Linked DNA regions of Mus musculus: regions 2, 3, 4, 5 and 6 are each linked to region 1. The links are chromatin contacts, called in public HiChIP or PLAC-seq and promoter capture Hi-C maps. All regions are on one chromosome and are shown on one strand. The core of a region is the stretch at or near the end of the contact, and the rest is flanking DNA. Distances in the headings are between cores, read along the strand shown. Region 1 holds the start of Ccdc96 (coiled-coil domain containing 96). Region 2 has its middle 78 kb from the start of Gm52811. Region 3 overlaps Sorcs2 (sortilin-related VPS10 domain containing receptor 2). Region 4 holds the start of Ppp2r2c (protein phosphatase 2, regulatory subunit B, gamma). Region 5 holds the start of Mrfap1 (Morf4 family associated protein 1). Region 6 has its middle 19 kb from the start of Bloc1s4.

Evidence for each region. HiChIP or PLAC-seq counts read pairs in DNA pulled down with a chosen protein or histone mark. Capture Hi-C pulls out chosen DNA fragments and counts their contacts.
Region 2: a contact with region 1 is called in an H3K4me3 HiChIP or PLAC-seq map of forebrain, with 7 times the contacts expected there. The contact joins the enhancer-like site here to the promoter of Ccdc96 in region 1. A contact is called at or near these places in 5 of 39 promoter capture datasets (the 3T3-L1 cell line, embryonic stem cells, neural stem cells and 1 more), 1 of 484 Hi-C or Micro-C datasets (cortical neurons), 15 of 115 datasets of contacts at active chromatin or transcription factors (SST interneurons, astrocytes, craniofacial prominence and 11 more) and 1 of 9 other capture datasets (embryonic stem cells).
Region 3: an H3K4me3 HiChIP or PLAC-seq map of embryonic basal ganglia shows a contact between it and region 1, with 4 times the contacts expected there. The contact joins the enhancer-like site here to the promoter of Ccdc96 in region 1. A contact is called at or near these places in 4 of 39 promoter capture datasets (the 3T3-L1 cell line, hippocampal neurons, neural stem cells and 1 more), 3 of 484 Hi-C or Micro-C datasets (MC3T3-E1-derived osteoblasts, embryonic fibroblasts and uterus) and 20 of 115 datasets of contacts at active chromatin or transcription factors (the SCID.adh cell line, VIP interneurons, craniofacial prominence and 14 more).
Region 4: a contact with region 1 is called in an H3K4me3 HiChIP or PLAC-seq map of embryonic stem cells, with 11 read pairs. The contact joins the promoter of Ppp2r2c here to the promoter of Ccdc96 in region 1. A contact is called at or near these places in 1 of 39 promoter capture datasets (cranial neural crest) and 1 of 115 datasets of contacts at active chromatin or transcription factors (embryonic stem cells).
Region 5: a promoter capture Hi-C map of adipose tissue shows a contact between it and region 1, with 3 times the contacts expected there. The contact joins the promoter of Mrfap1 here to the promoter of Ccdc96 in region 1. A contact is called at or near these places in 8 of 39 promoter capture datasets (the C10 cell line, the SN4741 cell line, embryonic stem cells and 5 more), 1 of 15 datasets of contacts at CTCF or cohesin (the NIH/3T3 cell line), 11 of 484 Hi-C or Micro-C datasets (CD4 T cells, bone marrow-derived macrophages, cerebral cortex and 8 more), 14 of 115 datasets of contacts at active chromatin or transcription factors (the SCID.adh cell line, astrocytes, bone marrow-derived macrophages and 9 more) and 2 of 9 other capture datasets (adipose tissue and liver).
Region 6: an H3K4me3 HiChIP or PLAC-seq map of neural tube shows a contact between it and region 1, with 3 times the contacts expected there. The contact joins the enhancer-like site here to the promoter of Ccdc96 in region 1. A contact is called at or near these places in 1 of 39 promoter capture datasets (neural stem cells), 1 of 15 datasets of contacts at CTCF or cohesin (the NIH/3T3 cell line), 8 of 484 Hi-C or Micro-C datasets (the G1E-ER4 cell line, bone marrow-derived macrophages, embryonic stem cells and 4 more), 14 of 115 datasets of contacts at active chromatin or transcription factors (bone marrow-derived macrophages, craniofacial prominence, embryonic basal ganglia and 7 more) and 3 of 9 other capture datasets (adipose tissue, liver and pancreatic islet).

The regions. Positions count from the first base shown.
Region 1 is chr5:36,482,902-36,486,280 of GRCm38.p6, reverse strand. Ccdc96 (coiled-coil domain containing 96) reads right to left here and starts at 1,693. Exons shown (of 1, transcript NM_025725.3): 1 at 1-1,693. The coding sequence starts at 1,629. Tada2b (transcriptional adaptor 2B) reads left to right here and starts at 1,996. Exons shown (of 2, transcript NM_001170454.1): 1 at 1,996-2,493. The coding sequence starts at 2,224.
Region 2 is chr5:36,005,428-36,008,806 of GRCm38.p6, reverse strand. No RefSeq gene overlaps it. Among named protein-coding and RNA genes, the nearest start is that of Gm52811, 78 kb to the left of the region's middle. Within about 2 kb of position 1,551, at least 35 of the 459 cell types and tissues checked have an H3K27ac peak or open chromatin away from gene starts, as enhancers often do. A contact at or near this core is called in neural stem cells, where this site is marked.
Region 3 is chr5:36,039,357-36,042,735 of GRCm38.p6, reverse strand. It overlaps Sorcs2 (sortilin-related VPS10 domain containing receptor 2), which reads left to right. Exons shown (of 27, transcript NM_030889.2): 14 at 537-644; 15 at 3,305-3,379. Among named protein-coding and RNA genes, the nearest start is that of Gm52811, 44 kb to the left of the region's middle. Within about 2 kb of position 1,600, at least 59 of the 459 cell types and tissues checked have an H3K27ac peak or open chromatin away from gene starts, as enhancers often do. A contact at or near this core is called in VIP interneurons, embryonic basal ganglia, embryonic brain and 4 more, where this site is marked.
Region 4 is chr5:36,867,029-36,870,407 of GRCm38.p6, reverse strand. Ppp2r2c (protein phosphatase 2, regulatory subunit B, gamma) reads right to left here and starts at 1,898. Exons shown (of 9, transcript NM_172994.3): 1 at 1,518-1,898. The coding sequence starts at 1,587. Gm52812 (a long non-coding RNA gene) reads left to right here and starts at 2,555. Exons shown (of 2, transcript XR_003955898.1): 1 at 2,555-2,804.
Region 5 is chr5:36,795,080-36,798,458 of GRCm38.p6, reverse strand. It overlaps Mrfap1 (Morf4 family associated protein 1), which reads left to right and starts at 1,705. Exons shown (of 2, transcript NM_026242.3): 1 at 1,705-2,256; 2 at 2,515-3,379. The coding sequence starts at 1,866. The coding sequence ends at 2,243.
Region 6 is chr5:36,765,769-36,769,147 of GRCm38.p6, reverse strand. It overlaps the pseudogene Gm40318. Among named protein-coding and RNA genes, the nearest start is that of Bloc1s4, 19 kb to the right of the region's middle. Within about 2 kb of position 1,632, at least 83 of the 459 cell types and tissues checked have an H3K27ac peak or open chromatin away from gene starts, as enhancers often do. A contact at or near this core is called in embryonic basal ganglia, neural tube and pancreatic islet, where this site is marked.

The sequences.
Region 1 (3,379 bases), core at 444-2,943:
CTTTTCTTCCAAGTCTCGGAGGAGTGATTCCTTACCCAGAAGCCCACATTTCTGACTCAGCTTGACGTTGTCGATTCGCAGGCTGTCGCGGGCTTGTTTTGTCTTCGTCAACAGGTCTCTTCCTAGGGCCACCTGGGCATCCACTTCCGAAAGTTGTGCCTTTTTGCATGAGTTCTCCGTATCTATGAAAGACAGCTTTTCCTTCACGTGCGTTATAATCTGCACGTTGCTGGTCACCTTAGTGCGCAGTTTTAAAAGTTCCTCGTTTCGTTCCTCTACTTTCTCGTTGAAGGTCTGGTTCTCAATTTTGAGCTGTTCAAAGTCGATGAGGAGCAGCCCCTCAGCCAAGTCCTCCTGGGCCTTCATCCTGGTTTCAAAGTGTACCAGGCTCTGCTTCAGCTGCACGTTCTCGAGACGCACGGCGCTCATCTCCTTCTCCTTCTTATCCTCCAGGGCCTGAAGCTGTTCCACCTCTCTCAGGGCAGCCTGGCGCCCACCACGCGTGCGGCAACTGCCCATGACCTGCATCACCACCTGCTTCTTGAGGGCCTGGAAGCGCCGCCACTCTTTCTCCACCCTGGTCTGCTTCTCTTGGCACTGCTGCTTCAGCTCCCGTACCTCCTGACGGTACCACTCTAAGTCGTCTGCCTCTTGTTTCTTCAGTTCCTCCAGCATGGCCAGATAGCGCAAGTATGCTTGCTCTTTCTCGGGAGATTCGGGTTCAGCGCTCTTGTCCCCAGGTTCCGCCGCTGCTTCCAGCCCCTTCTTGCGTAGGGTCTCGTGAATCTTCTGCTGTAGGTACATGTTGTAGCGCTGATAACGGTTCCGCTCCACTAGCAGGGAGTGGTACTGTTCCACCAGCTCGCCGCGCAGTTGCTGCTCTTGCAGCTTCTGCATGTCCGCTGTCCACTCAAACTCTTCAGTGGACGCCCCTTTTTGTTTCTCCTCTTCCTTGGCCTCTCCAGGGTGAAGTTGCTCTTCTGTGCTTTTGTGTCGTTCTCGATCTGTCCCCTCGATCTCTTCACTGTCTCTCTTCTTCAGTGACTCCCTTGCTTTCTCTTTCGCAGCTTGTGGGCCTGGGGCAGCCCCCTCCTCAACAATTGTGGTCAGCGGTAGAGATGGCCGGAACCGTGACTCCTTCCTCTTCTCCCTCTTCCCCTTGCCCTTCGGCTTCTCTGGCCTGTCCCGTTCCTCTCCCTCATCCTCATCCTCATCCTCATCCTCGTCCTCGTCCTCGTCCTCATCCTCGTCCTCATCCTCGTCTTCGTCTTTGTCCTCTGGTTCCTTGGACTCCGGCTTGGTCTTGGGCTGGGTCTGTGGCAGACTCTCTGGCTCTCGGGACACGGCCTCGCCCGCGGTCTCAGCGGCCCCCGGACTTTCCGGGACCTCAACATGCGCGTAATCGATCCCCTCCGAATCCTTCGCTTTTGAGCTGTCCGACACCGGCTGGGTCTCGCTCTCAGGCTCCCGCCCTTGCGTCGGCTCCGGCTCTGGCTTCGGCTCTGGCTCCTGCTCTACAGGGTTGGCCGGAGTCAGAGGTTCGGAGCTAACCTTGATCTCGAGCGACTGCCTGGCCAGGCCTTCCTCGGCTCGGTCTTTGCCCTCGATGTCCCCGTAGTGGCTGTCCATTTTCGACCCGCCGGCCCCGCTCTGAGGCCGGCTGATGCCTGCTGTTAGGTTTCCCGGGGCAACCAGGGCGCGCGGTGGGCCCCGCGATTGGTCACCCGCCTTCCATTTCTCTCCACCTCCCGGCAATATTAGGCCAATGAAGATCTGCGAACAGGTGAAGGGAGGCGCTAATTGGACGCTGGTTCCCGAGAGGCGTGGCCCGCACGGCCTACTTCCGGTCCGCGCCCCGCCGGCTGACAGGCTTAGGGCGGGGCCTCGCGGCTCCTCCAGTCCATGAGGCCGCGGGAGGCGCCGGCGCGCAGGCGCAGAGCAAAGACTCGGCTGTCCGCGAGAGGGCGCGCGGGGGGCGCCTGCGCGATGCGGCGGGGAGACAGCGGCTGCGGCGGCGGCGGCCGGGCCGGGCCGGAGGGCGCCTGCGTGCTGAGGCGGGACGCGGCCCGCCTGGCCGGCTCCGGCGGCGCCTGGGCGGGGGCGGCCGTGGCAGCGGCCGGCAGCGGCACGGGCGCGGCGGGCGCAGCGAGCCCGGCAGGCGGCGGGGCGCTGACGGCCGGGGGCGCGGCGGCTGCGGGCCGGGCGGCGGGCGAGCGGGGGAAGATGGCGGAGCTGGGTAAGAAGTACTGCGTGTACTGCTTGGCCGAGGTGAGCCCGCTGCGCTTCCGCTGCACAGAGTGCCAGGACATCGAGCTGTGCCCCGAGTGCTTCTCGGCCGGCGCGGAGATCGGCCACCACCGCCGCTACCACGGCTACCAGCTGGTAGACGGCGGACGATTCACACTCTGGGGTCCTGAGGCGGAGGGCGGCTGGACCAGCCGCGAGGAGCAGCTGCTGCTGGACGCCATCGAGCAGTTCGGCTTCGGCAACTGGGTGAGCGGCGGGCTACGGCTAGAAGGGAGGGCATGGCTGGCTGGCTCGGTGTACGTTGCGGAGGGCCGCAGGTGGTCGGATGGTTGTGTCCGGAACGTGTTGGTCACCAGCGGTCACACAGCTGGTAGAGCAGGGCCTTGACCCATTGCCCCGACACGGAGCTGTCTGCCCTTCACACTCGTCCTCAAGAGGTGTGCATTGAACGCGGGTAGAGGGTAGGCCCTGTGCGTTGCCAGGCTTATCCTTGAGTCAGATGGCAGCAAGCTAGATCCCACTGTCCTTTGCTGAGTTCCCCTAGTACGGTTGTGTTCTCCTGGGCATAGTGGTGGGGAAGGCCAGAAGCCTGGGGCTGCCCGTCCCGCCTGCACTTAGTCTGCATTCAGGGCTTCGTGTGCTTTCTGTGGGTGTCAGCATGTGCCCTGTGCTAAGGTTCTCAATGAGTAGCAGTATCTTGTTTAAGTCTTAGTCTCCACAGCACCCAGGACATGGTGTGATGGGTGGACAGTAAAGAATGAACAAAGGCGTGTTCCTGAAGAGGCATGGATCCTGGGGTCTGCTTTCTAGCTGTCAGGTTTCTGTAGAGGTAGCTCACTGGTAGTAAGAGCCTTCATGTGTGCCAGCCAGATAGTGTGCTGGGCTCCTGGTTGTTCTCTGGCTGTCTCTAAGGAGCTCTCCTTTCTATTCCTCACCTATGTTAGGGATGAGATCTGGCTGCATTGTCACCATTGCCTCCAAGAATATGTCACATCTTCAAGCTTTCAGAGAAGCAGGGAGCTCGGCATGACCCTCTCCTGTCCAGACTCTTCCCTGGTATGTTAGGGCCCTCTGACCCTAGCTTCCCCGAGCTTCCCCTACTCCAACCCTACTGCCCTCCTGTTTCAGATCG
Region 2 (3,379 bases), core at 302-2,801, 480 kb after region 1:
CATAGTCAGGGTTTGTATCTGCACAAGACATCATGACCAAGAAGCAAGTTGGGGAGGAAAGGTTACACTTCCACATTGCTGTTCATCACCAAAGGAAGTCAGGAGAGGAACTCACACTGGGCAGGAAGCAGAAGCTGATGCAGAGGCCATGGAGAGATGCTACTTACTGGCTTGCTTCCCCTGGCTTGCTCAGCCTGTTCTCTTATAGAACCCAGGACTACCAGCCCAGGGATGGCACCACCTACAATGGGCCTCCCAACCTTGCTCACTAATTGAGAAAATGCCTTACTGCTGGATCTCATGGAGGCATTTCCTCAAGTGAAGCTCCTTTCTCTTTGATAACTCCAGCTTGGGTCAGGTTGACACACAAAACCAGCCAGTACACTTGCCTGGGCCCTTGCAGCTCTAGCCTAGGTGCCCAGGGCTCAGGTGCCACAGGGCTTCCTACCCATTTCTAACTGTGCTCCCAGGTCTTAGACGAGGCCTGGTAACTTACTGAGGGACAGGGTTCACAGGGAAGGGAGATTCTGTGTGGGGGCATCTGTAGGCACTCAGTACCTATACCACCATGCAGACCTGTACCACCATGCTCCTTCTGTGAGAGCTGTGAGATGCTCATCTCCACAGAGAGGCATCCATGATTGCTCTGCCTCATATCAGGATCACTAATCATGGAGGTTCCTCAGGGACAGCAGCCACGTGTGGTTATGTTCAGTGGAACTTGGTGGTGATGTTCCCTCGTCTATCACAGGTATCCCAGGCTCAGCATGCCTATGGCAGTTGGCCCAGGCCAGGACTTTCTGGCTTGCCACTGGGCTAATGGCCGCATTGGCAGCCTGCAGCTGGTGTCACTGTGGCCCACACGTTCAGCTCTGCTAATGACTTGCCCAGATTTTGGCAGTATTGGGCTCAGGAGGCAGTATTGAGCTGTGCCTGCCAGCATGACAATGACCGGGGCAATGACAAATCAGCCATAATGACAGCGTCAGTCTTGGCTGCGCATCAACTCCAGCACATGGCGCACCTCACAGCTCACAGGACAGTTCTGGCAGTGGCCCTGAAGCAGATGTGCAAGCCATTCCACGGTGGAGCGAGACCCTTAGCCACGGTGCCAGCCAGATCTAAGAATGCTCAGACCACCCATGACCACAGCGGGTGACTGGCATGGTCACAGCAGGGACCAGCATGGGAAACAAGTCCTCACGTCATAGTAAGAGCACCAGAGACTCCGAGTAGTGAAGGTGACGCAGTTAATTTTATGACCTTACAGAGTTGTGGGTCAGCCTAGAGAAAGGGCTAGAGTGGCTGGTGCACAGATTTAGTGAAAAAAAAAAAATGGTAGTCTTTATGTTTCTCATCACAGTTCCCTGCCCCTGTGAATGCATTAGCCGAGTTCTTCAGAGAGGTACAAACTTCAGTGATCTAACATAATCCCTACCCCAAACTCCCAATCCTCCTGAATCCCACGATTCCCTTGTTTCTGCTCCATCCCATAGCTGCCTGTGACTTTCCAACCTTGGATAAACTGAGAGCAGAGCCAGGCAAGCAGGCACCAGCTGGGAGCTAAGGAGGACAGCGCCCAGCGCCTCCTGTTCCTGCAGCTGCCTCCTGGGCTCTGGGCTCTAGATATGCCTCAATCTTAAAGTGGACCAGGAGGAGTTGGTCCTTACATTGGTGGGACCAGGGGAGGTAAGAGATGAGAAGGGAGAGAGAGCCCTGGGCAAGAACTAGATCAGGTGAGGGACATGGTCCCATAGGCCCTCAGGTCAAGATGGGAAACTAGGAAAGGAGCCAGGACCTTGTGGCTGCAGTGAGAGTGTGCTCTGAAGACAAAACCACTGGGACTCACTTCTGGCTGAAGAAAAATGTCACTGAGTGCCTAGTTTGGGGCCTGTCAGGGTGCTGAGTAAGAGACAGGCACGGTCAAGCTCAAGAGAACAGACAGTGTGGAAGTGGAGTATAAAATGCTGGAGCCCCACCAGTGCCTAATGGGCCCATGTGCTGCTCCTGGGGAGAGGGGTAGGCTGGGACAGGACAGCAGCCAGCTTACGAGTGAGTCACACCACAGTGAGGCCACGGAGATCAAGTGTGGTGGAGCCCAGAGCAGAAGGTACCCATCTGCAGGACAGGGCAACACAGGCAGATGTGCTGGGCCCATTCCCAGGACAGGGCAACGCAGCCAGATGTGCTGGGCACGCTGTATTCTTAGGAAAGTCAGAAGTGAGGTGGGGATACTGAGGAAGCAGAAGACAGGAAATTATCTGGGGAAGAGAGAAAAATGGCCATGGGGGTGGGGCAAGCAGGAAAGTCGGCAAAGGGAGGAGGGCCTCTACAGATTTGGATCACAGAACCGAGTGGAGACCACCCTAACTATGGTGTTCTGAGCTGACAGAGTGGTGTATGTGTGTCCTCAGGCTACTGAAAGGCTGCAGCACCTCCAGACTCCATGCCTTCTTCCCGTGAGGTCTAGAGGGTTTGATCAGATCACGTGGCCAGCACAGGAAGCCCTTTGGTGTGTTTTGGTGCCTTCTGCTCCGCCTGTCAGCTATAAAGCAGGAGTACTGCCTCCAAATATAGACATAAGAGACAAGATGGCCAGCGCACCCGTAGACAAGAACTACCAAGGGTCCCCGCATCTGGTACAAGAGACAACCAGAGATGTTGTCATGGTACAGTGTGCCTGGACCATGCAGGGTCAGCAGCAAGCATCGGGTGGAGTGGTCCAACCTTAGTTCTAGGATGCAGGCAGTGGGCTATGATAATGAATTGCAGTTTTCCAGGCTGTGTGAGTTCTTTGCCCTCCCTGTGTGTCAGCAGTCCTTGTCCCACCCTAGCCATGTATCTCAGGTGGACATACCTGCAACCAATTGTGCACTCTGTAAGCCCACTAGAGGGACAGACTGTGATCTCAAGGCTGCTGGGCATTAGACATCACCGCTTTGTAGGTCCCCTACGGGGTGTGATATGAGCTTGGCCCAGTGACATTCTAAGGCAAGCCTATGCTGTGTAGCAAAGGGGATAGAAGCCTCTCTCATGCGTATAGATTTGGGAGTGGTTTCCCTGAGCTGTGCTGTCAGCCATTCAGGTGCCTCCATGATCCCTTAATCTCCCTTTTCAATCATTCCAGATACAGCAAACGGATTGGGCATATTGGTCTTATTAGACCCCCACTTTGCTCCTCAGAGATCCAACCAGCAGTATGTCTTATGTGTAGCACTCAGCATCACATCTGGCAGACCGCTGAGGCAAACATCCCTTAGAAGCAGGGGGCACAGGCTCTGGATTGGCCAGTCTGCACAAGAACAGTCACTTGGCATTTCTAGAGACAGGTGGGCCTGAAGAGAGCCACACTGTGGGCCAGCTAGACTCCTAGAGGGGA
Region 3 (3,379 bases), core at 351-2,850, 440 kb after region 1:
AAAGAAAGAAAGAAAGAAAGAAAGAAAGAAAGAGAGAGAGAGAGAGAGAGAGAGAGAGAGAGAGAAAGAAAGAGAAGAGAAGAGAAGAGAAGAGAAGAGAAGAGAAGAGAAGAGAAAAGAAAAGAAAAGAAAAGAAAAGAAAAGAAAAGAAAAGAAAAGAAAAGAAAAGAAAAGATAGCTGTGTGTCCTGGGAGGTAATATCTCTGTAATATTAACATGTCACTGACAGAGGAACCCTGAGCTGTGATCAAGCCTTGCATGCTATTCCTGGATGTTTCTAAGGCTCGGCTGTCCCTGCTATTCATGGGGCACAGTGCCTATGTGGTACCAGTCCTTCTCATTGCTGATTAGTCAAGGATGCCATGTGGCTGGCAGGTGGTCTTACCGGAGAGAGGGGGGATGTGGTCTAGCTGTGGCCTAGGTGTTGAGCTGTCCCAGAACTGGTCTCTGGTGGATAGGAGTCAGGCATGGGAGGTAGAACATCTTAGAAAGGAGTAAGACCATGCCGCTCTGTGGACACTGGTGGCCTTTAACAGGTTCAGCGTGGATGAGGGCCACACGTGGAGCACACACAACTTCACCAGCACCTCAGTGTTCGTGGATGGGTTGCTGAGCGAGCCAGGGGATGAGACGCTGGTCATGACGTGAGTGTGGAAGGGGACGTGGGTGAAACAGGCACATCTGATGTGAGGAAGACCACAGCACTGCCCACAGCACTGGGTGGGGGGGTGGGGTCAGAGCCACTCCCAGGAGGTGACCTCATACTGGGCCTCTGCTTCCTGCTACTAGGCCAGTGGCTCCTCCTCTCACCCTGGCTAGCAGGCACATCTGCTGCCTGCACTGGCCAGTGACAGCCAGGAAAAAAGCTGGGGAGGTGATGTAGCCTGCATGCCTCTCCCCACTCAGGGCCCCAGGGAGCATTCATAGAGTCCCATGAAGTGTCCAGAGAGCCCCATGGAGCATCCGTGACCCCTACAGAACCCCACAGAGCATCCCAGTACCTCCATGGAGTGACCACAGCCCCCTGGAATCCATACAGAATGTCCATGACCCCCCCCCCAGAAGCAGATGTAGTTCCTTCCACAGTCAGGCTGCAGTGAGAAAGCCCACTGTGGTGATGACCTCTCATCCTCCTTTCTGGGTGGCTAGCAGAAAGCCAGGGCAAGTCCTACTACAGGACACAAGTAGTATGTGTATCCCAGAAGAGCTGAGCACCAGGCATGGAAGGCTGAGATAGTCCCAGTCACCCTCTATTTAGCAGCTTGGGAGGCAAGCAGGTTGTTCTTGGTCAGGTGCTCCATGATGCTGTGGCCTTCAATGACCCTGCAGGGGATAGGGGTGGGGGCTCATGCTTCCCCAGTCTGTGTGAACTGTCTGTGTGAAGGCTGTGGTGTGGGACAGCAGGGGAGGTCAGGGCTATGGTGCTTGGTATTTGTCAAGAAAAGCAGGTGAGGAAGTCTGGGCTGGGGCAGACTCAACCTGGTTCCTTGGCCTCTTTACAAGGAGGCTGAACAGTTTGCTGGACTAAACCTGCAAAGCAAGGGCTAGCAACAAAGGCGACAGCCCTCACAGGGCTCTCAGAGCTCCAGCAAGCTGGCAGGGTTCCCAGCCTCCGCTTTCCCCAGCCCGGCCCCACCACAGGGCCATCTCTGCCCTGAGCACATCCCCTCCCCTCCTCCACCTCACTTCATCTTGTAGTCTGCATTTTGTGGCTGCTTTGGGACATTCGTGCTTTGTGCAGCCAAGGTCCTCAGATCCGGGTCTGGTCCCAAATGCAGCTTTCATCCCTGCAGCCGGCATTCATCTGGAGAAAGCTGCAAAGTTCACAGGCAGGCGCGTTCATGTTTTAAGTTTTTAAACAGCGCCACAAGGTTCCTACGAAGCCTTTCACAAGGCTGCATCTTCAAACAGCTTCCAATTTCAGTGGGCATGGAGATCATTCACGTGACACAGGCTGGCAGAATGAAAAACTTTTCTGTCTGAGCTTAGGACAGAGCCCCACCCTTATGGAACCTTTATCTTCATCCACCCAGAGGTCACATCTAAGCTGCCCAGTTACCTTGTCAGGACATTGTTCCCAGCACTGCCCACAGCACAGCACAGGACAGAGGGTCCCAGCCTTGGGCTGTACTATGAGGGCTTTCAGCCTAGCAGGGCTACAGGCCATCCCTAGGGCGGAGCCAGTAATACATTCTACAGCATGGCCCACATTTCCTGCTCTCTGCCAAGTAGTCAGTGGCCCTTTGGCCTATCCTGCTAGAACCGTTCAACTAGATAAGAGATGCCCACAGTAGGAACTAAGGTTTCTTTACAGACAGGAACTGGCATACAGAGATGGGATTAGCTGGACCAACTTGCTTCTCTGCTTGAGCTCAGAATGTAGAGTATGGGACATTCCCATACAGGAGATGCTCGGCTATCACACTCAGGCTAATTGGCCATGGTGAAGGCCAAGCCTCACAATTGTGAGCTGCCAACCCATGTATCACCCTGGGTGGGGCCCTTCCTTAGTCTTGTTCCCCTCTGAAATCTGGGGCGATCAGCATACATTCCTCACAGGATACGGTGAGCCCTAAGGAGATGGACAGAAATGTGGGAACCCCTCTCTCTAGCTGCCTGTCAAGGTGACAATGAGCTCTGACAAGAGGAACACCCATCTGAACAGCAGGTTTTCCGAGACAAGGCCACCCATGGTCTGCAGGACAGTTGGATGGGAGGAGCCAAAGCCAGTGTGCAACGCTGGTCTCAGACCAAGCTGAGCACGCCTAGCCTCCATGCATCATGGTGCTTCCTGTGCGGCTGGCCGCCCTCTGTCCCTTTCTCTGCTCAGTGGGATGCATTGCGCTGTCTGTCATGGGACCCTTTCATTCACTGTCCAAGCCTTACAGTGACTTATCTCTCTGGAGTGCCAGCCCTGCCTGGAACCAATCCCATGGTAGGCAGAGGCAGGCTGGCAGAAAGGCAAGGAGACATCAGATAATACGAGACTTGGCTCCTGCTCACCCAAAGCAAGTGTCTGGTGTGTAGGCTATGGAAAGGTCTGTGGCAGCCAAGAAGGCAGGGAGCCTACCCTGGCAGAAAGGGGATTGCATGGGTTGGATGGATAACCTGCTCTAGTACAATCAGCATGCCACAAACAGCAATCACTCTGAGGACGATAACATCAGGCCAAGGCCAGTGGATGACATGTCACATCCTCGAATCCTACTGACCAGGAGAGCTATTACAGGTGGTGGTACAGGGAACCTGAGTGTCTGGTCATCAGGGAAGGGTCCATCTGAAGTGTCTTTCTTTCTCCCCTCAGGGTCTTTGGTCACATCAGCTTCCGCTCTGACTGGGAGCTGGTCAAGGTTGACTTCCGGCCCTCCTTCCCCCGGCA
Region 4 (3,379 bases), core at 649-3,148, 380 kb before region 1:
TGGGCACCATGCGTTTTGTGATTGGTACACAAAAGCTCTGAGGCCCGCTGGATCGTTCCCAGTGTGCAGATGAGGAAACTGAGGCTTTCCCCAGGAAAGCCAGAGCAACACTAGCCCTGCACACGACTCCCTGCCAAGAAGCCCATCTGCGGACCAGCCACGCAGGCTGCTTTCTCGGTTAGGCAGGCTGTGAGCAGATAATCATCTTCACGAAGCGCGACCCTCCTCCGCATCACCTAGCGGGCGACAAAGGGCTGAGTTCTGCGCCAGGAGCCTCCCAAAGCCCCGTTAGGGCAGCGCCGCCACCCAGTCCGGGCCTGGCAGCCCTGCCCCCTCTCCCCGCACACCCCGCGGCAACGCGTGACTCAGCGGTTCTCCTCGGCGCGCGGAGCCCAGCTCTCAGCATCAGCATCCGCACGCCCGGGTCGCACACCTAGCCTCTGCCTCCGGGGTCCGCGCGCCCGCCGGGAGTCGCCGCGCCCGCCTCATTTCCGGCGGAGCTCGGCACTGGGGAGGCCATGCCCACGCAGGATCCTTGGAGCAGGCACCCACGCGCGCCAGCCCCCGGGACTCAGCGCCAGGGCCCCTCCCACCGGGTCAGCCACCTGCTTAAACCATGGACACCCTCCCAACTAGGCCCACAGCCCCGGGAAAGAGGCGCCTACGCTGCCCGGGAAGCTCACCAGCACCCGTGTGCAGGCGGGCTACTGTGGCTAGGTCTGGTACTCCCTCACTGCAGCCTATTCACTTCTGCGGCCCCTGGCTGAGCTCTGGAGCTGTCCCCACCGTTCCTGTGGCCAGTCAGGGCCTGGGGACTCCGGAAGTTACCGTCACATTAGCAAAGGACACTGATCCTCTGAATCCCACCAGCCTTTGGTGGGGGCTGACGCACAGGGCCAACTTAGGGGGTTTTAAACGCAGAACCTGTTTGAGGTAGGATGCCCCACTTTTCCGGAAAACCATGAAGGTCTGGCCCAGCTCCTGTCTGAGTAGCACTACCTAGGAATAAAACAGTAGCTCCTACGAGCCTCCTTCCCCCTCCCACGCAGGGGAACTGCCTCAGGAGGCCAGGGAGGTGCCAGGGCAGCTGAACCCTAGAGGATCTGGCAATGGAATTTTTCCCTCCTGGGTCCCTCTCCAGGGAGTGGGCAATCTAGAAATTTCTGCGAGCTTTGGCCCCGCTGAAAGGGCAAATGAAGGATTTTTAAGCCTTTCCAGGTCCTGGAGATTTCCACGCCAGATCTGCTGCAGCCTTGGGCTTTGTAAATGATAGTCAGGGCCCGATCCAATGCCACCCGGCGGGGGAAGGACAGATGCGGTCCCGAGGGCAGCACGGAGGAGGGCGCTGGGCAGCGGCCGAAGCCCCCGGGTTCCCTCCCTCCCGGCCCGGGGTCGGGGTGGGGGTGGGGGGGGACACGACACACAGCGCGCGGTCCAAACCTTCGGAGGGCATTCGGTGCGACGGCATCCCCACGCCGCGGCCGGCCGGAGGGGGTCTCAGACAACACGTACGTTACCTTCTGTCACATAGCTGTGGTCCCGCAGGAAGCTGTGGTTAATTTTCCGCGTGTCCGTGTCCTCGCCCATTGAAGGCCGCGCCCGGTGCCCTGGGCATGCCCCGCCGCCGCACACCGATGCAATCCACAGAGGTCGCGCCGGGCGCGCGGGCCATGCCGCCGCAGCCTAGCAGGGTCTCGGGCCGCCGGGGCCCGGGAGGGCGGGCATCGCGGTCGGGTGGTCGGGGATGGGCGGGCGGGCGCCGCGCTCAGGCGAGCGTAAGGCGGGCAGGCGGCGGCCGCAGCGTGGGGCGGGCCGGGGCTCGGGCGCGCATCCCGGCCGCTCCGTTCGCGCTGCGTCCGGGCGCCTGGCGGTGGCGGCGGCGAGGGGACGCGCGCGGCGCTGAGCCGGGCTGCGCCGTGGCGGGGCCGTGTCGCAGGCCCCTCCCTCCGCTGCACGCCTCTCCGCCCCCGGCCGTGCAGCCACCGCGCAGGTGGAGCTGATGAGCCGAGCCCCGCCACAGCGGTCACCTCCGGAACCAGGGACACCTATCTAGAGTTGAGGCCACCTTGGTGGCCAGGTGTTGCAATAAGGGACAAGGCGGTTGGAGGAGAGACTTAGGGGTGTCGGGAGCGCGAGGATATCGCGGCCCTTTATTAAGGAAAAGACGGGGTTTTTCTGACAATTGCGGGGGCAGAGGGAGGGCGCCCCACCCAGAACGCCTTTGGGGACAGAAGGTCAGCACCCCATAAGGCAGAGCTGGATAATTCGTCTGGGGGTGAGTTACCCTCTGTCCTGTCCACGTTTCTATTCAGGCACCTGTATGGGAGCACAGAGGCTGTTTGGCTGTGTTTGCTCCTTAGAGCCTCTCTGCCAAGGAAGGGCTTCCTCCCTGCCTCTCATCTTCCTCCCTTCTAGTTCTCCTTTCTTCCTCTCCCTTTTCCTCTTCCTTCCCTCCCTCACCTTTCAGTACTTCCTTGCTCCCCCTCCCTTTTCTTCCTTTTCAGTACATATCTCCTTGCTTCCTTCTTCTGTTCCTCCCCCTTTTCCTCCCTTCCTCCCATACTCATCCAGGTACTTCCAGCATCCCACATGAGCCAGGCAGAGGGAGGCGGGGCAGCTGCAGCGGGAGCGGGGTGTGCTCACCTCTTTAACCAAGCAGCCACCCCCTTCTACTGACTCCTACCTTGAGGAGTTTGGAGCATGGGCCTTGGGAGTGTTGATCCTCCACCTTCCTGGGTTCTCAGAACGTTCTGCAGCGACAGGAGTGCAGCTTCAGCCTCCTTTGGGAGAGGCTAGGCAATGAGGTAAGCAGGGAGAGTAGCCCAGAATTCAAGGCGTTAGGCACAGCTTGGGGAGAGGGGGTACCGAGGCTGCTCCCACTTCAGAGCTAGCCTTGGGGGCCCCAGGCACCTCCCCAGTACAGTCCAGAGGATGTTGGAAGGGAGAGGGTGGGTTAAAGGGACTCTGGTTTCCTGCTGGAGAATGAGGGCTTCCAGAGCTAGGGCTGATTCCACAGAAAGGCCTACTGAGGACTGCAAGGAGTAGCAAGTAACCCCAGAGTCCTGCAGGGAGTCTGGGGAGGGAGCAGAGGAAGGCTAAACCCCCTGAGATCTGGAGCTTGCCCCAGCCTGGACTTCTCTATCACGGAGCAGGCCACCATTACCTACTTCCCTACCTGGGTTTAGATTCAGGGACAAAACACCCAAACAAGCTCACTCCCCAAGGGAAGGTGAATGGCAACTACATGGTCTCCCCCTGCCCTGGCACGTTCTCCCTTCCTAACACCTGCTCTGCTTACCCACCTCACATCCTTACCCAGCATGCCCCTCTGCAGCCTCTCCTCCTCTTACTATCTGATGAGCAGCACCCTCCCTGTGTC
Region 5 (3,379 bases), core at 456-2,955, 310 kb before region 1:
CGGGATTAGTTGGCATCAGTGACTTAATCCTTTGTTAAAGATTTCTACAAAGTGCCCCATTCCTTCCCCATTCGATGCTGATGCTTTCAAAGTCACTCAGTAAAGATGAAGCAAAGCCCTTTGTTAAGGACAGACACACCCCTCACAGAAGGACAGACAGAGTCAGAGATAAACAGATTCCCAAGAGAGCCTTTAGGCAGGCACAGATTCAGAGTCACACAACAGACAGACAGAGGACAGACAACACAGGGAGCCTGAAACACACAGTTCGGATCTGGACTCACTCTTAGTTAAACAACTCCAAGAAGAATTGCTTCTGTTTCTTTCCTTAATGTGACACTGATACATTATTGGTAACTCAGAGGGAATCACTAATGGGTACAATCCATGTGCAGGGTTTTGGGTGGATTCATGGGTTCAACTAATTTGCTGGGTTGTACAGTAGAAGCTGTCTTAGCCATAGAGATCACATTCCCACCAATTAAGACGGGAGGGAGGGGCAGAGTGAGAGGGTGAGGGAGGGGAAGGGAGAGTAGTAGCGAGAGGGAGAGAAAGAAGAGAATTTCCTGGGATCAATGTATACCAGCCTTTCCCCATGTCAGGGTTCTGCAGTCTAAGTATCCTGATGCAGTGTGCAACAGTATCCCATTGTCCTCTGAACCATTTGCTTATTCATGTTCTTACCCTGGATTATTTTTAAACAAAAGCCACTGAGTGTAGAGTCCAATTAAAGATATGCACTTTATATATGCCTATGGTTGGTTTTTGCAAAATGGTTTCACGACTTGTGGTTAGAAAACCAGTGAGATACATAGTTTAGATTCCTGAGAAAGTACTGTCTGATCGTAGACTAAGAATTCGGCATCTCCCCTTAAAGTTCAGTGTTGGTTGAGTAACAGTTACGCAAATGTAGTCGTCTGAGCCAACTTCTGTCCTTTCCACAGCAAGTGATCACCAACTGAATGTGACCTGGGGCCTCAGAAAGCATCAGACAATAGTTTCACCTTAGGAAGCCAGGAGCTCTGTCAGGTAAAAACACACCCAGCCACTCCGTCAATCAAGATATGATAATTCACTTAAACTAACCAAAGGGGCGGAGCTATGAGCAGGATGACTGTCCACACATGGCTTTCCAAGATTCCTCTTTCCCCAGTTTCGAAAAACTGTTTTTGTTGTTGTTGTTGTTGTTTGTTTGGTGGTTTTGATTTGTTTTGAAACAGGGTCTATGTACTGAACTCACTATGTACACCAGGATGACCTCAAACTCAAGGATCGGTCTGCCTGCCGCCTCTACCTCCCAGGTGCTGGAATTAAAGGCGGGCTCTTTTTCTTTTTTAAAAGTAAACTTGTCGGGTGCGGTGGCTCACACCTGCGACACGGGAAGCTACGGCAAGAGGACTGCCTAGAGTTCAAGATCAGTTTAAGCCAAATAATTGAGTTCCAGGCCAGCCTTGGCTACAGCGTGAGGTCCTGTTTCAAAAAGTAAATAAATAAAATCGGAATAAGATACAGGAAGGGACGAACTTCGCATCACCCAGAGCAGCTGCAAAAGCTGCGAAAGGGAGGCCGACCTAATGTCAGCGCGCGGCCGCAGAGGCGCTCGCCCCGCCCCTTCGTGGACGCGAGCGCGCCCGCCCCTTTCAGCGCGGCCGTAAAGAGGGGGCGCGGAGGTGTCGTGAAAGGGGTCGCAAAGCGCCGAGCGCTGGTTGACGGTTGAGACTCCATTTTGTTCGTCGCTCGCCCGCTCGGCAGTCACTCGTCTCCGTGGCTTCTCCGAGGCGGAAAGTTGGACCGGCGGCGGAAGTTTTGAGGACTCGGCCCGAGCTCCGTCCGTGAGGGTCGTGCAGACGAGCAGAGCAGCGGCGATGCGGCCCCTGGACGCGGTGGAGCTGGCGGAGCCCGAGGAGGTGGAGGTGCTGGAGCCCGAGGAGGACTTCGAGCAGTTTCTGCTGCCCGTCATCCACGAGATGCGCGAGGACATCGCGTCGCTGACGCGCGAGCGCGGGCGCGCGCCGGCGCGCAACCGGGGCAAGCTGTGGGAGATGGACAATATGCTGATCCAGATCAAGACGCAGGTCGAGGCCTCCGAGGAGAGCGCCCTCAACCACCTGCAGGGTGCCGGCGGCGCCGAGCCCCGCGGCCCCCGGGCGGAGAAGGCCGACGAGAAGGCGCAGGAGATGGCGAAGATGGCCGAGATGCTGGTGCAGCTCGTGCGGCGGATAGAGAAGAGCGAGTCTTCGTGAGGAGCCGGCCGCGGTAAGGGCGGGAGCCTGGCGGGGCGTGGGCGACGGTGGGGGAGGAGGCTGGCTTGTCGCCTCGGGAGTAAACTAGGCCCCCCCTGGGGAAGGAGTAATAGCAAATCGTCGGCGGGGAGACCGTGGAAGTTTCCAGATGGTGCTGGAGAGCATGGGGCCCTAAGTGAGACAGCGTCCAGAAGGGGGCCGGGTATTTGCTTTGCTGTCCGGACAGCGTGATTAACCTCTCGGTGATGAATCTCTCCCGCCCGTGCCTTAGGTTTCCAGCCAATGGATTCTGGTTGAGTGATGGCGATTGGCTGACATGACACCCTGGAGAAGCTGAAACCAGAGAGCCTTTTGTTTTCCTTTTTTTTTTTTTTTATCTCCTTCTTATTTTTTTTTCTTTTCCCCTCTGTCTTCCCTCTGTTTCTCACTGACACTACGTTTCTGCTATGGTCTGCGGTTGACGACCTCGATATGAGTTTTTGATTATTCGGTGGTTCCTTTTTTTTGTTTGTTTGGGGGAAATAACTTTGATTTGGAAAATGCGCTCACATACGGGAATTAGGGCCTAGATTGTAAGCCCTGTGGCAGTTGAATAACGTTCATTCCTGGCCTTTGGTTGTTGTTCCTAAATTTTGAGGTGCTTTGCTCTTTCTTGGGTGACCTGATAGCTCCCTGAACTTTGAATCTCTGTGACACTTGAGACTCAGAGTTGAAGCTCACCGCCTCTGAAAGTTCTGAAGGAGCTGTGTTAATTCTCGAAGACTCCATGCAGCAATGGCAGAAGAGACCAGACTTCATCCGGGACAGTGGATGGGCCTTACATGGCTAGGACTGATGACCTGGGAGAAGGGTCGGAGGATAGTATTGTTTCTATTGGGGGACTTTAATTTCTGTGTGAGACCAAAGGAGGAGAGATGTATTTTGTGCAAAATTTAAATTTTATGTGCTACACTATCTATTGTAACCTGCCTGGTGAGTTTGTTGGGACAGCCTAACTCATTTCTAAAAGAAATGGAACCTCGGATGGGAGAAGAGGTCTTGTTAGTCTGTACAAGTTGGTATCCCCATATATTCGAGGAGATCCTGGCCATAAAATGAAAGATCCTTGCAATACCCTGTGTGGCCTAGGAAGGAAA
Region 6 (3,379 bases), core at 383-2,882, 280 kb before region 1:
TGTTTATCTCAGCTTACAACTCTCAGGTCACACTTCATCACGGAGGGAAGTCGGGGCAGGAACTGAAGCAAAGGCCATGGAAGAACACTGCTTACTCGATTGCTCCCTATGGATTGATCAGCCTGCTTTCTTATACACAGTAGAGCTACCAGCCCAAGGGAGGCAACAACCACAGTGGACTCTGCCTGGCCATGTCCATCATTAATTAAGAGAATGCTCTACAAGTTTGCTTACAAGCCAGTCTTATTGATGCATTTTCTCCATTGTGGCCCCCTCTTCTTATATAACTCGAGCTTGTGTCAAGCTGATGGAAAACTAGCCAGCACACCTATTGCATCCATAACAAGGCCAGCTTGTCCCTGCCTGGGTGTCCAGGTTGGTGGGAGACCTGATATCAGTTAAGAAAAAGCTTTCTGGTAAGGAACTGGGTGACGGATTGTTTTACGGGCTCTGTCCCAGCTTTGCAGCCTTGGGAAGTGTGTTCCTGTTGCTTACCGTCATTGGAAGGAACAGAGAAGAAAGGATACAGGGCTTGGCTCTGGGGAAACCATCTCAGGCAATCTAGCACTATATAGTGTGTGTGTGTGTGTGTGTGTGTGTGTGTGTGTGTGTGTGTGTGTGTGTGTATGTGTGTGTGTGTGTCTGTATATAGTGTCTCTGTGTGTGGCATGTCTCTCTCTCTCTCTCTCTCTCTCTCTCTCTCTCTCTCTCTCTGTGTGTGTGTGTGTGTGTGTGTGTCTGTATATAGTGTCTCTGTGTGTGGCATGTCTCTCTCTCTCTCTCTCTCTCTGTGTGTGTGTGTGTGTGTGTGTGTGTGTGTGTGTGTGTGAAGCCACACTTATACTAGAAGGGTATAAGTCTCCACCTAGCCAACATTCCCACCATCTGGAAGATGAGAAACAAGATATGTATCAAGGCAACCTGGGGCTGGACACTGCAGGAATGGTGGGATAACAGACACAGCAAAGGTTGGTTTTGAACTTTTACTCTCATATATCTGGGAGATTGTGTGTGTGTGTGTGTGTGTGTGTGTGTGTGTGTGTGTGTGTGTGTGTGTGAGAGAGAGAGAGAGAGAGAGAGAGAGAGAGAGAGAGAGAGAGAGAGAGAAAAGAGCTCATCAAACCCAGACCTGAGCCTGAAAGGTCATTCTATGGTGAAGCCAGCGTTTGAGAGTGCTGTGAGCTGGAGAGAAAGAAAGATCTCTTTCAGTGGCCAGAGCATGGTCTCAAACCAATGCCTTGGCTCCAGGGTGGTTGAGGATCACAGATAAGGGATAGGAATGAGGAGAAAGACAGGAAGGCTAATGGAGGTGTGAGGTGTTTATGCCCTGCCTGGGAGTCAGTGGAGATCTGTGAAAATCTCTGCCCTTGCTCTTTTGATTTCTTTAATGACCTAGATTTTTCAGTAGGTGTCTTTAGCCTGGAAGAGGAACAGAAAGAGACTGGTCAAGTCTAGGTCAAGCTAACCATGTATTACAGTTCTGGACATGTCTCAGTGACCAATGTGTCTACGTGCAGAGCTGACCAGGATCTGACCCAAAGGCTGAGAGGGGAAAGGTAGAGATGCTGACCTCTCTACCGCAGTCACCGCCGATGCCTGTGGCTGAGTGAAGAGTCAGCGCTGGAAGCAGAAGCAGAAGTAACCTAGGCAACAATTATCCTTGCATCAGAGAAGTGCCATCTGTCACAGACCCAGGGTGGGGGGGCGGGGCTTCACTGTGCTCTCCAGCTGCAAGATTGCCACAATCCCTTACTCCATCTAAGGGCCAGCGGAGCTGGGGGGCTGGTTTGGGGGCTTTCCTCTGTACAGAGGCCACAGTTCTTCTCGTCCAACTGCAGACTTTCTCTAACCTGTCCAAGAAGCAGAGTTACCAGGACACTGGCCTCTCACCTCTACTGCTCCCAGTTCTGCCCCAACTGCCTCAGGCTCCAGGAAAATGGCTCATCCTAGGGTTGGACCTTTCTTCTGACCCCCAGAACCCAGAACCCTGTCCCGTGAGTCTTCTAAGCCCTGCTACCCCGCTTCACCATGTGGAAGTGCTTCTTAGAGTCACCACTATGGTGAGCAGGACAGGGGCTACTGGGTGCAAATGGGCATGAGGTATAAACTGCCCCTCTGAGTCCCAGGCTGCTCTTTACCTGTTCCTTCAGACACTTCTCAAGCTGACCTAAATGCTAGCACCTTCTGACATAGTAGGGAGGTCCCTGATAAGATTCAAAGATGACTCCAAGGGGCCACATAGCACATAGCCCCTTCCAGGGGCAGACTGCAGAAAGGATCACAGCCATGCCTTCTATTGGATTTGATTGACCAAATGGTGAAGGACAGAGCTGCTGAGCATCTCACTCTGTATTAAAAAGGGCCATGGTGTCTCCACCTAGAGCAGTTAGTTGTCTTTGGCTAAAAAGAGCCAAAAAAGGACCTGAGAGGAAGGCAGGCCCACACCAGCATCATGACAGAGCTGGAGACAGCCGTTTGTCTAATCATCAAAGTCTTCAACAGGTATGCAGTCATCAAGGGCAGTGATTGGAGGCTGGGGTGGGGGTTGGGGGGTGGAGACACTAATAGAGAGGGAGCTGCCAGGTCTCCTGAAGGTCAGGTCAGGCAGGCAGTAAGGTGACACTGTGGTAGTAGAAAGGACAAAGGTCAAATCCATCAGCTGTTACCCATAGTGGTGCTCGGGGGGGGGGGGGGGGGGGGGGGGGGAAGCACGTCCTGAAAGGTGTAAGCACAGTCAAGGATTGGCCCGATGAGCCCTATGGAGGGAACCCTGGAGCACTTGAGGTCAGAGGGCATGCTCAGAGGGATCCCATGAGCAAGGTGTTTGTTATCAGGGCTCTTTCCATGTAAGGCCAGAAGGGTGGGATTCCAACCTAAGGCAGCGTGGGATCCAGGGCAATCCTGAGGTTGGCTGCTAGACCTTCAGAGCTTTCTGTCTCCAAGACTTCAGCCTTGTAAAGTGTGTCTCCTCCCATCCCAGGTCCCCTGTGATGTGGTATGGTAGAACTAACATGAATAAGGACAAGGGAGGTCTGTTCATAGCTGTTCTACTCACCCCCAACCAGCAGCCTTCCTTGGGCTCAAAGCTCAGGTAGGATCCCAGAGCCAGGATCCTCCCAAGATGCCAGGAGCGCGCCAGCTTCTGTTCTGGGTGGCCCATGGAGGATCTAAGCAGTCTCCCTCCCTCCAGCCTCCTCTCTTTGATCTTCCCTATCCACCATCCTCACCCCCTTATTCCCCAGCACACAGTCCTCCTGCCACCTACAGGGTCCTCATAGATGGACGGATGGACGGATAGACACTGGCAGCTGAAGATAAAAGTCAGAGTAATACCCATTGAAGGAGATACAGAGACAGAGTGTGGAGCAGAAACTGAAGG